Regions from separate parts of the Mus musculus genome. Here region 2 is linked to region 1. The links are chromatin contacts, called in public Hi-C maps. All regions are on one chromosome and are shown on one strand. The core of a region is the stretch at or near the end of the contact, and the rest is flanking DNA. Distances in the headings are between cores, read along the strand shown. Region 1 overlaps Lrrc7 (leucine rich repeat containing 7). Region 2 has its middle 59 kb from the start of Gm20752.

The links. A called contact is a pair of places that touch in the nucleus more often than the background predicts.
Region 2: a contact with region 1 is called in a Hi-C map of cortical neurons, with 2.2 times the contacts expected there. The contact joins two enhancer-like sites.

The regions. Positions count from the first base shown.
Region 1 is chr3:158,276,972-158,281,330 of GRCm38.p6, forward strand. All of the region lies in intron 8 of Lrrc7 (leucine rich repeat containing 7), which reads right to left. Among named protein-coding and RNA genes, the nearest start is that of Lrrc40, 240 kb to the left of the region's middle. Within about 2 kb of position 1,815, at least 8 of the 459 cell types and tissues checked have an H3K27ac peak or open chromatin away from gene starts, as enhancers often do. A contact at or near this core is called in cortical neurons, where this site is marked.
Region 2 is chr3:159,015,238-159,019,596 of GRCm38.p6, forward strand. No RefSeq gene overlaps it. Among named protein-coding and RNA genes, the nearest start is that of Gm20752, 59 kb to the right of the region's middle. Within about 2 kb of position 2,129, at least 7 of the 459 cell types and tissues checked have an H3K27ac peak or open chromatin away from gene starts, as enhancers often do. A contact at or near this core is called in cortical neurons, where this site is marked.

The DNA.
Region 1 (4,359 bases), core at 565-3,064:
CCCAGATTGACATTTCAGCAAGCTATAGAACATTATGAAAAAGGTTTCAGCAGCAATTTACAGTTGCATTATGGGGTTTTGATCCAAAGTGTTTTAACTAGTATACTTCCTAAGCAAGTGTTTGGTCATCTAGAAGAGGCCACATGGCCTCACAGTGCCCTTTCCTGCTTTGCCATGTCTTTTTTTCGGACACATTTGAATTATGCAGTGTCACAGAAACTCACATTTTAGAATATGTTCCATCAAATATTTTAAGGAAGTTTAATTTAAGAATCTACTCAAACTTGATATTTATTTTCATCATTGAAATTGGGCATATTAGAATAACTAACTTAAGGAAAACATCTCTGTATACTACTCTGGTGCAGCAGTTAAGCCATTTGATGACATTGCCAACATGTTTGAAAACAAAAATTAGCAACAAAACTGAACATCTGGTATGCTCTCCCTAAAGCCCGGGTAGTGGTTGTCAAGTGATGTGAGATAAAGAGAATGTAAATTATATTTGAATTATTAAGTGACCAAAAATCTTTTGTGATAGACAGATTGTTTAATGCACTTAGCTTCTATTAACTTACAGTCTTGAAAAAAAAATGTAAGCATTGGCTACCTGCCCAGCTGCTTGGTGTGACTAGATGCACTGAGGTACTTACTTCATGTCATGGCACCTGCTTTCTTGTAGCAAAAGTTCGTTGGGAACTCCCCTATTGACCCCAAGATGTAAAGAAAGAAAATGAATGAATGAATGAATGAATGAATAAACAAATAAACAAAAAGTTACAGCTCTTCTGTGTGCAGTTTCCAGTCTTCTTGGGGGATATATTTATACTACTCCCTCATTTATACCATGTCCAATTCCTTTCATTCTTGAAGCTTCTGTTCCTACAACCACCTTGATTTTCTCCTGCATCCCCTTTTCCTTTCTGCATGGCCATTCCCATTAGCTTGTAAGGACACTTTGCTCCAATAGTTTCCATCAGACTCTCCTTGTTCAGTTATACCTCACAGCTTGGTTTTGTAATTAAGCCTGAAGGAATTCTCTGTATTTGCTTTCTGCTAATCTATACTTTCCAACCATTCTGATGAGCTGAACACACTGCACTCCTGAAATAGCTCCCATTGATCTATTGATGACCCATCTAGCTGAGGCTGATCTGCAGCTTTCTCTTCCTGTCTTACTTGACTTCTCATCAGTGATGGGTACAGCTGACTCCTCTCAGTTGTCTTTTTCTGGATTTCTGCTGCTCTCCCTGTATGGCTTTTACTTTTTAACTCTTTGTCCCCCACTTTTAGGGTATTTTATAGGCTTCTCCTCAATGCTCAAACAATAAAAAATTGATATGTTCAAAATTCAGGTCTGGGTCTTATCATATACTCCCTCCTTTGACAACTTCAGTGAGTGCCTTAATTTTAAATTTTGCTATGTGTGGATGATTCTTAGGTTTGCATTTCTTCTTCCTTGAGTAGATGCTTTTTGCAACTGCCTATACTTGATTGTTTTGCCAATTTCAGAAAACCATGCTTCTCTTCACCTGCTCCTCTTCTATTTTTCGCCATATCCAGAAACTGCTCTGAAGCATGTCTAACCTGAACTAGGGAAGCTCTCTAGTTTCTGTTTCTTCCTCTTATGGTATTCTGTTTGTCAAACTGCCTCTGAGTCCAGCATGACTTCTTTCTTCTTGCTTACCATCTTCAGAGCTACTGTCTTACATGCAGTGACAATTTGCAAACATTCTCTGCTGCAGTGGTTTCCTGACAGCATTCCTCTTTCAGTCAGTTTTGCATGACTCTACAGAGCAGCTGGCTGGTCCTGGTAGTTCTTACATTCTGCCACAGATTTCTCTTGCTGAAAGTCTCAGTGGCTTCTTAAGAACAGCATGCATCCTAATTCTGAAACACAGCTCACAAAATTCTCGTAATTTTGCTTCACACACTGCTTGCCTCTATTCTTAGACCTCCTCACCCAAGCTCACCACACTTAAAGTACTCTGGCTTTCTCTTCGACACATCAAGCTTATGTTGTATAAATGTCTCAAGCTTCACATTTGTGGTCCCCATGACTTCTCTTCTTCTCTAGATTGCACCTTTCACATTCTCACTTCAAAACACAAACTCTACCTTTTTACAAAGGTCTCCCATGAGCAATTTATCTAAAATTGAAAGAGATTGCCAAACTCTCCTCAAACACACAGATACCAAGATTCTCTAATCTTCCAATTTCTTCAGAGCATCCATGTATATTTCTTTTTTTATTAGATATTTTCTTCATTTACATTTCAAATGCTATCCCCAAAGCCCCCTATACCCTCCCCCTGCCCTGCTTCCCAACCCACCCACTCCTGCTTCCTGGCCCTGGCATTCCCCTGTACTGGGGCATATGATCTTTGCAAGACCAAGGGCCTCTCCTCGCATTGATGGCTGACTAGGCCATCCTCTGCTACATATGCAACCTGAGACACAGCTCTGGGGGGGGGGAGGTGGTACTGGTTCTTTCATATTGTTGTTCCTCCTATAGGATTGCAGACCCCTTTATCTCCTTGGGTACTAAGTGGTCGTATTTTGTTGTCTGCTTCACCACCACAGTTGAAAGTCACTGATGTGGAGTGACTTCTACTTGCCACTGTTATATCTATCCTAAAAGAGAGTCTAACTTATATCTGATATATGAATTACTACAGCTATTTCTAATAGACTTTCCTTATTATATGAAGTGAGAGTTTATCAGGATGATGGAGATCAGCCTACATTTTCTTTTTAGAGAGTTAAGGGCTAACAGTGGGTGAAAACAGGCTTATGGTCTTAAAAGTCACATAGGTTTTGACATTGCTGTGTGCAGTGATCACATATAGGTTTTGATGGTGCTATACAAGCTATGAGAAAGCAAGGCTTTTCATTTATTTTCTCTTAAAAATGTAGGCATCAGAACTTCGTTTTATGAATCAAATATGCATTCTAAAATGTACATCTATTTAAATGGATGCAATAATTCAAGACATGTCTTTTAACATTGTCTTTATGTAAGAATTGTGATTCATTTTTTCTTTTGGAAATTGCATAAAACACTTAAGCAGAATGGAAAGTTTGCTATTAGAGACATTTAATTTAGAAGTGCATTGCAAAATGCAGTAGCCAAAAATTATCCTTAACAATATTTTAGTGTAATTAAAACATAAAAATTATCAAAGTGCCCTGAACATTTCCAAGACACTACAATTGTTGCTTTTTAATCCATCCACATGCCAAGATGCATTATTATATCTCATCTTTTAAAAATGTATATAAATTCAAAAGGTTGATAAGAGTTATAGTTTTTCAATCAAATTAACTTCATTTTCAATCTTGTTCATAATATTACAGAGGATTTATTTTATGGCTAGAAAAGATTGCCATTAAATGATAAATGTGAACAAAAGTCCTATAAGGCTATAAATAAAGTTTAAATTTACAAAGAAAAAAATATAATTATAATGTAGTTGGGGAAAAGACTTGGGCCTTTCTGAATGAATTTTAAAAACCAAATATGTGTTTTATTTTAAATAAAATAGTCAATAGAGTAAGTATTTTGACAAAGAAAAAAATCCCACAATGTTTAAAGGCCATAAAGGACAAAATAAAATCTTATTACACCAAGAGGAAATAGAAAATATGATTTAGAGAAACAAAAGTCATGGAATTGGCATCTTACATGAATTTTTAAAAAATATTTCTCAGCTCTGATCTTTAATGCCATATAAACTATGTCAAACAATAGGAATTTAGAAATAACTTTCTTCATTTGTTTAGCAGAAACTAAGGATTTTTAAAGATGTATGCCCCATCATGCCACAGGTGCATGTGTTCCACAATGTTCATAGCGGCCTTATTCATGATAGCCAGAAGCTGGAAACAACCTAGATGTCCCATGACAGAAGAATGGATACAGAAAATGTGGTTCATTTACACAATAGAATACTACTCAGCTATTAAGAATTAGGACTTCCTGAGTTTTGCAGGCAAATGGATGGAACTAGAAAATATCATCCTGAGTGATGTAACTCAGACACAAAAGGACATGCATGGTATGTACTTACTAATAAGTGGATATTAGCCAAAAAAAAAAAAAGTACAGAATACCCAAGATACAGTCCACAGAACTCAAAAAGCTCAACAAGCTGAAGTGTCCAAGTGAGGGCACCTCAGTCCCACTTGGGAGAGAGAAGAAAGCAATCACAAATCAGGAGGGAGAGAGGGAGGGAGAGAGAGAGAGAGAGAGGGAGGGACCTGGGAGGGAAAGTGGACAGGGTTGGTGGGGAGTAGGGGGGAGAGGGGAACCTGATCTGATATTGGGTGAGGGAAAAGGACTGAAGCCCTGAGGGCCAG
Region 2 (4,359 bases), core at 879-3,378, 740 kb after region 1:
CTCCATGTAGAGTTCTTCCCTAGCATATATGAAGGCTTGGATTTGGTTCCTATCACTACTAAAATAGTAGAAAGCCTTATCATTATCTAATTTAACATTATGACCTCTGGTGATTGTTTATTAAATTTAATATATTTTCTATATTTATATCCTAATATAAAAATGGAGCCAACAATGCCTTATCCTTATTATATTAGGTTGTCATGAAAAGTGATGCTTTGGAGCAACTTTACTTAAGAATAAACTAAAGCTGTTGCTAGAGGTACTTTGAGAATTTGAGGGAGGGTGTTAAGCAACTAGCTAAAAGATCATAAATATATGGACAAATGTCCCATTAAGTAGAAGAGAAAAGAGTATATCAAAAAATTGATGAAAATGAAGCATTCTCTCTATCTTCATGAGGAGCCCAGTACATCTCAGACAATTTAAGATGTATCTTATATATCAATATCTATCAACTCAAGGTGAATATGGGTACCATGAACTTTTTTATAGTTGTCTGAAGAACGGGAAATATTGCCATGACAAACCAAAACAGTGACAAAAAAATGTTAGATAAGTCATGATAACAGTAGGCAACACACAGTACTGATACACAAGTCACCTAATTTCTTCTTTCAGGACTCCTCAGAAGCATTGCCAGTTTATATGCAAATTTGGGAAGGAGTCACCATTGTTTTAAGTGTTAATTTACGATTATTTATACTCAGGGATGAAAGAATTGAATGATGGTGGTGATTACTATTATATTAAAGTATTTTGTAAACTGTGAAGTTCTAAACAAAAGTGATATAATCCTATACTCATAGTTTAAGATTTAATGAAACCTCTGGGTATGTACTTTCTATAATAGATGTTAGATTTTAAAATAGGAAAACATATGCAAATGTGTTTTGTGACACTGATATGCAAATCTGAGCCAATATTGAATACAGAGCAAACAAGTTACTGTATGTTTCTCCTGACCTAGCATCAGTCTATTTTTAGATATGTGCAGGAGAGCTGCTGCTTAAGGGATAATTAAAGAGCAAAGAGGGGATTGAATTTGAGAGACATTCTTCTGATTATCATTCCCACATTTATTTCTTCTAGAATAATCTTCATTACCCATAATCCAGTTAGTTAATGTTTTGTGTCAAGCACTATTTCTGAAAAAGAAACAGGGAATCAGAAATCAAAACTATTAGAGACCTATTTCTTTCTTGTACCTGCAATCAGTTCTATAATCTCAGAAACCACCCATCTGTCAGATATTTATTCCTTCTACTCCAGCATGCTAAACTTTGCCAAAGTCCAAGCAAACATGTTTTATGCATGACCTTGAAGACTAGATGACAGCAAGGAACAGAGCAACAAAAATTGCCCTTCCCACTTTCACACTCTAATTACAGCTAACACAACTGTCTTTCAGAATCCCAATTTGGTTCTTAAATTAAATCTGGGATGTCCCTAATGCATGAACAATTGCTTCCAGGATAACTGAGGTACTGGGCCTCATTCTCTATAAATGTCATTCATTTTGTCAGAATTCCCCAAAGCAAACAAATTCCTCAAGAAATCTTGATTTAGGGGAGGCACTAGACAAATACTGGCAATTAAGTCATTTAATTTATTCAGTCCACCTCTACACTAGGTGATGGGAATAAAGCAACAGTGAAGAAAAGGTCCTCCCTTTCATGATAATATACTAGATAATAAATGCATATGCAAAATACAGAAATTTTAGATAAAATAAAATTCTACTGCAATTAATGAAGATTAGTTATGATGGTCATGGAGCCTGAGCGTTTCTCAGAGAATACAGGAGGAGTATGATAAGTATCTGAAGGCAGTGAAGACCGAAGAGCAAAGCAAATGCCAAGGTTTTATAAGAGGAACTTGGTAACTGCAAGAATGCCTAAAAAGAGAGGGACTGAACCCAGAGAGACCAAGGGTTTGGGATGGTATTTTCAAGTTCTGGCCAAAATGTGGGCTTCATGAAAAGTGGAAAACATAATACTGGGACAAGAGTTTTATTCTAAAAATGATACACAGTCTTTTGTTTATTGGGATAGCTCTGAGGGCTGTATGGAGATTGAATGATCCCAGGAAAGAAAGAGTACTACATAAAGGAGACTAAGGGAAGCCAGTGTACATTGTGATATGAGACTTTGTTTTACATTTTCCCATATTCCAAACATAATTGCAAAGAATATGATTCTATGCAACTTTTTTGAGATTCCTTTTTAAAGAAGTTTGTTGCTAGGGAGGTTGCCAAGGAGACTGAGCAAAGCTTAGAAAATGAATGACTTCAGGATTTTTATGTAGACTAATTTAAATACCAGAAAGGTGCAGCCTGAGTGCTTTAATTTTACAAAGGGGGAAAACATGTGAATTATTAAATGCCAGTGAAAAGGATATGCTATATGTATGGTATACTTGTATGTACATACATATTTGTATAATGTGCATAATATATATGTGTGCTGTGTTGTACATACATCCTATGTATTTGTAGTATGTTCTCTGTATATTATATGTCAGCGTGTATGTGTGTTCTATATGTGTTGTGTGTTCAGTGTCTGTGTTCTGTGACAATAGTCATAATTCACAGGTGATTGTTCATGCATGCCTTATAGGACTACTGAAAACATTTGTTTGTTTGTTTCCTTTTTTTGTTTTTGTTTTTGTTTTTTCTGAAAACATTTGTTATGGACATTTTGTTTGTTTAATTTTTTTAGTTAACTTCTTTCTTTAAGTATTATAATTGTTTTGGCTGTATGTATGTCTGGGCACCATATGCATGCCCGGTGCCTATTGAAGGCAGAAGAGAGTGATGAATACCTTGGAACTAAAGTTTATGGATAGCTGCCATGGAGATACTGGAAACAAATCCTAGGGTTCTCTTGAAGAGAAGATAGTGCTATTAACTGCTAAGCCATTTCTCCAGACCCAGGAAGTATTTGGTTTAAGAAGATATAGCACTCAGTTCAAAAAAATTCAGGGGTGAGTGATATCCTACAGAAAGTAAAAGCACTTGTTTCAAAAGCATGGGGATCTGCGTTCAAATCCCTAGAGCTCTAATAAAAAGCTTAACATGGCTGGATACTCACTGTTGGCCTTAATCCCAACAGTGTTGGGCTGTGATGTGCTAAGACAGAAGTATTGCTGGAGTTTGCTAACCACTAGCCTATCTCAGGATTCAGGAAAATCTAGTCTCAAAGAAATGAGGTAGAGAGTGGTAAGAGGAGATCAGATTTCCTCCACTGGCCTCTGAGTCACACACCTGTGCATACAACACACACACGTATACACACATCTAATTCATATGAAATTTTACTTAAATATTCATTTCCCTATTTCTGAGTAGTATATTTTGGTCTTCATCTTTGTCTTTTCTAAAATTTCTTGTGATTGCCAATGTGCTTTTAACTAAAATTAAGTGTATTTTACATGATCATACACTGGACAATAGCCAAAGGGACAACTTTAGAATAGAACACCCTCAAAGGCACGAGTTGACAAGGTTAGAGTCAATACTGTATAAATACATTTTAAAGCAGGTTTTATCCTCTATCTTAGTGTACTTAGGAGAAAAAATGGATTTGCTATGATAGTTATCTTTCCTTGGTGGAAGCAGACTTGCTTTCATGACAAACCACTGCTACTTCCACCTGTCACAAGGGTGGAAGATAGTCTTAAGGGGTACTGGAAGCAGGATCCAGTGTTGATTCTGAAGGAAAGTGTAAGTCCTGGTGTTCACCCTTGTCCTAGGACAAAAACTACCAAGTGCTGAAATCATTTAAGCACCACCTCATAGAGCATGAGATCATTCCCATCTGAAAACAGGTACTTTTTTTTGAGACAGACAGTTTTTTCTCAAGCCAGGACTTTCTCTTTATGCGTTTCAGAAGATGCAGGAGGTAGAAGGACCCCCAGAACCTGGTAACAGTCTGCAATTTACATTACTGTTTTTATAAGTGCTAATTATGAGGAAAGGTCTGGCCTCAACAGCGTTGCAGCTCAATAGTAATATCTGACTAGCAATCATATTTTACGTATAAAATAAATACATATGTATAATATATATGATGGAGTATATATATATATATATATATATATATATATATATATATATACATGTACACATACAGGCATATATTTTCTTCATTGTATTGCACACAACTCTTCAGAAATGTCATTATGTTACTCAATAAAAATATTATTTTCTCTGTAAATATATCAAGATTTGCAATTGGAAGAACATGTGAAATGTAACAAAAGCAACAACAAAAATACCCTGTCATTTTGTATTTTACAGTTGTGTTCATTTGGGGTCCATGCATCATGACTCTATGCATTAATCTTTGTTTCCATGGT